2 separate regions of the Danio rerio genome follow, and region 1 is linked to region 2. A link is a contact called in public HiChIP or PLAC-seq data. All regions are on one chromosome and are shown on one strand. The core of a region is the stretch at or near the end of the contact, and the rest is flanking DNA. Distances in the headings are between cores, read along the strand shown.

What was found. HiChIP or PLAC-seq counts read pairs in DNA pulled down with a chosen protein or histone mark.
Region 1: an H3K4me3 HiChIP or PLAC-seq map of gastrula embryo shows a contact between it and region 2, with 4 times the contacts expected there. The contact joins the enhancer-like site here to the promoter of hoxb4a in region 2. A contact is called at or near these places in 6 of 18 Hi-C or Micro-C datasets (caudal fin, embryo, gastrula embryo and 1 more) and 3 of 4 datasets of contacts at active chromatin or transcription factors (caudal fin, embryo and gastrula embryo).

Annotation. Positions count from the first base shown.
Region 1 is chr3:22,597,903-22,600,797 of GRCz12tu, forward strand. No RefSeq gene overlaps it. Among named protein-coding and RNA genes, the nearest start is that of hoxb1a, 91 kb to the left of the region's middle. Within about 2 kb of position 1,394, at least 12 of the 62 cell types and tissues checked have an H3K27ac peak or open chromatin away from gene starts, as enhancers often do.
Region 2 is chr3:22,459,859-22,462,990 of GRCz12tu, forward strand. hoxb4a (homeobox B4a) reads left to right here and starts at 1,732. Exons shown (of 2, transcript NM_131118.2): 1 at 1,732-2,233. The coding sequence starts at 1,810. All of the region lies in intron 1 of hoxb3a (homeobox B3a), which reads left to right. mir10c (microRNA 10c) reads left to right here and starts at 653; the gene lies at 653-747.

The DNA of each region.
Region 1 (2,895 bases), core at 144-2,643, 140 kb after region 2:
TTCACTATCTTTCTTTTTTATATATATATATATATTTTTTTTTTTTCTCAATGTTTTTTTTCCAGCATTGAAAAATAAATTTCCATTCTAGCAGTGCTTGTATATACCACATATCAGTTTTATTGGAATTTGTTTTTTGAAGGTTTTTACAGAGCGATACATTCACACATATTTGCCTGATTATATGCAACATTTTTTTAAAAGTTTACATTTTCTGAATTATTGATAAAAAGATATACATGAAATTGCCTCAGAATTATTGCTGACATGCTATTACTCACAATATGACTACTTTTTGTGCTAGAAATGTATGCCAATTAGAGTATATTTAATGAAATAATGCATATGTGACCCTGGACCACATAACCTTATGAGAGTCAGTTTTTGGAGGTCGAGATTTATACATCACCTGTATAAATACAGTATGCTTTCCCTTAACGTATGGTTGGGACAACATCTGAACAAGATAAAACTAAAGAAAATCTGTAATATGATCGCATATAAATGTCCAGATAAAAAGATGACATGCAATTACATGCAATATGACAACTTTTTGTGCTAGAAATGTATGCAAATAAGAGTATATTTAATAAAATAATGCATTTGTGACCCTGGACCACATAACCTCTTATGAGCCAGTTTATAGAACTTGAGATTTATGCAGAATAAATACAGTAAGCTGTCCCTTGATGCATGGTTAGGACATCATTTGGACAAGACGCAACTACTGAAAAGCTGAAATCTGATTGCCTTTATATCTGTATAAATCAAATGTTTAGCAATGCACAGTACTAATCAAAATATTAGTTTTGCTATATTTAAAAGTAGGAAATTTATTAAATGTCTTTATAGAACATGATATTAACTTTATGTATTTTTTATTTAAAATACAGATCAATAATTTTGACTAATATAAGATATTTAGCTTATATAACTATGCAATGTAAAACTTGGTTTGTGGTCAAAGGTCACATATCTTTAATAATTACAAAAATATTATAAAAACAATATTATATGAATGTAATCAATGAACTAGTGAATTATGCTCATAACAATAAGTTAGTTTTACCCTGTTTACCTACAGTGTCTTGCCATGCTAATCACCAGTCCTATTTCTTCTCTTAAAGGCAGAAACAAATACGACTGGACTGCAGCGGTGACACAACCCATCATCAGTTATAATTAATGTGAAGTTAAGACGAGGTGAGATGTTCTGGTATACATTGCCTGTAATTAGTCTTGGTGGCTTCAGTATTATCAGCAACATACTTGAGATAAGGCATGCTAACAGTGGGGTATTATATCCAAAGATTAGCACAGGCTTACCCTGCTCTGGCTTTCTGTGACCCACAGTCTCCATCCTCTCACCCCGGTGGTCAAGTGGGGCTCCTTGATGTTTGTTGTCATTTTACAACTTCCTAACAAGACAAGTCAAACAGTCTCTGAGTGTCATTTAATGCCAGTAAAACGGTCACTACGGCTTAAGAGCTTTGATAATAACAGAAACACGTTAACGTTCATTTAACCACAACGGTGCAGGTTCAAACATTTAAAAACAACGGACAAATAATAAAAAAAATATGAAGTATTAGAGATTACCTCAGAGAAATCAGACAATACTAAATCTCTCTGTTCGGATATTTGTGAATTAAACTTGATAATAACCCAAAATAACTCGAAATTTAATCATTTAAAACAAACACTCAGCAGTGAAACGGTTAAAGTAAAAACAAGCAGTGGCTCCGATTGTGGTCTTGTTTGCTGCAGTGCGCCCTACTGGTCACTCGAGAGAACTGCATCGCTCTAAAATACATCTGTTTCTATTGCTCCTCACAGGTTGGCTACAGCGTCAGAGGTGGACCAATAAGGAATATGAATAGTGCGAGCGATGAATTAACAGGAAAGGAGCAACTATCTGGAAAAGTTCCATTTGGCGAACGACTGGAGTATTCATTAATGATTCGAGTAAGAAATCATCTGTATTTATGGAAGTGCAAAGAGAATCAAAACAAATATGAGAGGGAAAGATTTGCATGAGAAGTCCTCATTAGACATCAAGATTCTTCATATTTAACAAGAACACATTCATTTAGCTTAGAAATGAATGATCAGGCATTATGAGCAACCTAATACATCAAACGTTACAAAGATTGTGTGTATACAAACAAAACATTGTTAATTTTATATTATGTCATAATATTATGTTATTATTATTATATAGTTAACTAGCTACAGATAACAAAAACTATAATGTATAAATGGATTAATTAAATAACTGGTTTGAAGTAGGCTATCTGAACAACTTATATCCCACAAATCCAAGTTAGTATTAGAGAATCTAGCTTGAAAGAACCCATTTTATTGTCATGCATAAAAAACAGACGCCTGTCTAGAACTAAAACTTCACACAAAGATCACATTTGTAAAAAAGCATTTTAATTTACATTTTAAAAGCATTTGCCATTTTCTTAATGATGCTGGACATTCTTGATGCGAGTAATTTAGCATATCAATACATAATTTTCCTCAAGAAAAACATTTTAAGGTTTAATAGTTGGAAAACAGTTGCAGGTCTAGGCTGGTTAGTGTGTATGTGTCCTCACTGTATATATATTTAGAAATTACTAATGGGATTATTATTGCCCTCCTTGAACAGACCGTGACCTTTTTGCATCTAAAAAAATGTAGTCTCTTTATGGCTCATTTATAAAACGTTGGTTTTAGCTAGAAAGTATAAAATATGTGTCTGCATGTTTGTGTAAGGTTTAGAGTTTGATGACTCATGCCTGGAGAATTGGGCGGAGCTCGAGTCTTCCAAAGATTTGATTGGCAGCTGAATCATACCTCTTTTTTCCCCTCCTTTTGCTGTGTCACTCCTTTATTTGCTCCTCTGTC
Region 2 (3,132 bases), core at 482-2,981:
CACATGTTTTATTCCAGTAGCTCCAGCATTCTTTTGACCTTTACTAAAATCTGTCGCGGTCACATTTACTTTCTGGCACGTGTTCATTTGACTACATTATACAGTCAGTATTGTCTATCGTATATATTACTATCTCTATATCTCTCCGGTTGTAATTATGTTTTATAATTTTCAAGCATAAAATTATTTTTTATTCAGATTTTAAAATAGAGCACACGATTGATTTGGTTAAAAATTAGAGTAGGTGTGCGCTTTGATTATATATATATATATATATATATATATATATATATATATATATATATATATATATATATATATATATTAAATATATATATATATATAAACCGTGTAAAATATTTAGACGTCTTTCTGATTGTAGGAAAATTATGTTTCAGAGCCACAAGGAAGAAAATTTCGATTTTCCTCTGTTCAGTTGAGTTTAGTTGTTATCTTGAGTAAAATGAAGAAAAAAGAATCTCCAGTGTTTACTACAAACTATTAGAAAAGTTTATAAAGGAAGCACCGATCCATTAAGTGGTGAGACAGATTGCTGATATCCTTGGAGGCAGACTGTTCCAGGTGCAACAACTTGACAATGGGAAGGCGCTGTCAAGGTGAGCTGGCTTTCTCAATACCTGTCAAGAAGAAACCTGTCATCTATATATACCCTGTAGATCCGGATTTGTGTAAACAGACGCACAGTCACAAATTCGTATCTAGGGGAGTATGTAGTTGATGTATAGGCTACATTCAACTTCAACGGGCAAAGATGACGACATTTTAACATTTGGTTTGTTATTGTAATTAATACCACGACTGAACGTTTGGTGCACGAACGAAAGTTATTTTTGTAACTAGTACATTCTTTTCAGTTGTTGTGTAAATATGAAGAACGTTTACGATGTCTTGCGTATTTTGTAAGACTTTTAATATTAAAAAATGACAAAAATGACTTTGTAGAGATTTGTAGAGGTCTGCATTGTTTAGTGATTGTTTGACTATCTTGGTTTAAACATTATCAGTGAGCAAGGAGAAATATTTGTTGCTGGTGATAATAGGGGACTGAGCACATAAATTACTATTCATTGTGAGTAGATTTGGCGTACAGGACAAACGCGCCGTTTGGAGAGAAATGACTGCAGACTATGTTTAAATGCAGAAGGTCTCCTTTGTGATTTAGGAGGCTTTGTAACCTGAATTAGTTGATGAATTTTCTATCGATCTTAAACAAGCCTAGATTCATCTCTGACACGCAGCTCACGCCACGACCATTCTCTCACCATTATTAGCGAGTGCATTTAAGAGCCTGGCCAACGCGAACTCCTTGCATCACTTTCCCTTGATACCGCTTTTCATGAACACTGGTCTAAATTTTGCAGCATTTTAGTTCGCTAAATCTTAACAGATCTTTATAGAGGTAAAGTCAATGTTCTCAATCTGCAGATGAACTGAGAGGGAATGGGGGCGTGACTTTCTATGGAGCTGGTAGAATCCAGCATGCCTTTTCGCTTTGTCCGGCGTGTTATTGTTTTGATTTTACCACTATCTCATCAAAGGCACGGTAATGTATGAAAAGTATGGCATTTTTCGCTGTTCCGAAATGCAAGTAGACGAGCACGGTCTAAACTGACTAATCCCATTTCCTTATCCGGGAATCGCGAAGATCCACGCCATTGGCTGACGATGTCACATGGACCCTTAACTTTGTTCACTTGACAGAAAGTAGGAGGGTTCTACGAAACAGGAAAACGAGTAAAGGGATACATATAAATTTTAGTATATTTTGTGTGCAATTCAAAGAAATTAATGGCCATGAGTTCCTATTTGATCAACTCCAACTATGTGGACCCTAAGTTTCCACCCTGCGAGGAATATTCCCAGAGCGACTACCTACCCAGTCACTCTCCGGACTACTACAGCGCCCAGAGGCAAGACCCCTCGTTCCAGCATGAGTCGATCTACCACCAGCGGTCGGGCTGCGCCGACCCACCCTACTCATCGTGCCAGGGTCCGGGGCAGCCTGCCGCGGTTATCTCTCCGCGAGGTCACGTTCTACCCACAACCGCACTCTCGACCCCTCTCCCTGAACCAAGCCATCATTGCGACTCGGTAACTCCAAGCCCTCCGCCAGCCTGCGGTCAGACTCCCACTAGCCAAAACACTTCAACGGTCAGCTCAAGAAAAGATCCCGTGGTATACCCCTGGATGAAAAAAGTCCACGTAAACATCGGTAAGTGCAGCTGAACTTCTTTTACTAGTGTGTTTCCGTGCACCGACAGCTCGGCCACTTTAGAGAGCCTAATGTCCGGCGTTAAATCTATTGCTCCTCTTATGAAGTTGCCCTTGGTCGAGATTTACGACCGTCTGTTTGCAGGGCAATATAATTACACCCTCCATAAATTTTTATTGCACTCCTTCTTTAAGCTCTTTCGGGGTCTATGCAACTTTCTCGTTCTAATTTCTTCCCGAGAAGAGTTTTATGAGTTATCATGTAATCCATAAGTTAAGTTTTATGTTTCAGTAATTTGATTTTAAGTGACTGGACGGGTTAATGTGTTGGCTACTTTATACTTCCACTTTACAATTGTTAGTAAAAAAAGTGCTGGTAAAGAAGTTTTATGGAGAGGTAAAATATTCACAGTTATGAGGAAGACAATAAAAGACTAATGGTAATACAAACAATCGCACTCTTTTATGAACTATTATTATACCATAATTAGCGCATGTACTAGCTGCCATGGTGTGCGTAAAAAAGGGGGCACATGTAATGTTTGCAAAATCATTAGTCGTTCGTAACCAGACATGCTGTTTCTCGTAGTATACATGCTGATCATGTATTTTTTTTAGAATTTCTTATGGAACGTGTAACATTAAATCAGCACACATTGTCCCGATCCCAAATGTTATCCTAAATAGACAATGACCTTTTTTGTTTACCATTTTGCATAATCTAATCTTTTAACAGTCGCGTATTTACTTGCAAATACATGCAGATCGTTTTCTTAATGTTCTTAAAAATATATAATACTTTATTATTGTAGCGTGTGCATCTAATTTGAATTTAAGAATATCTAGCTTCTTCAATGTGTGGGGCTGTGTGTGTGTGGGTATATGTGTGTGTCTGTTTGT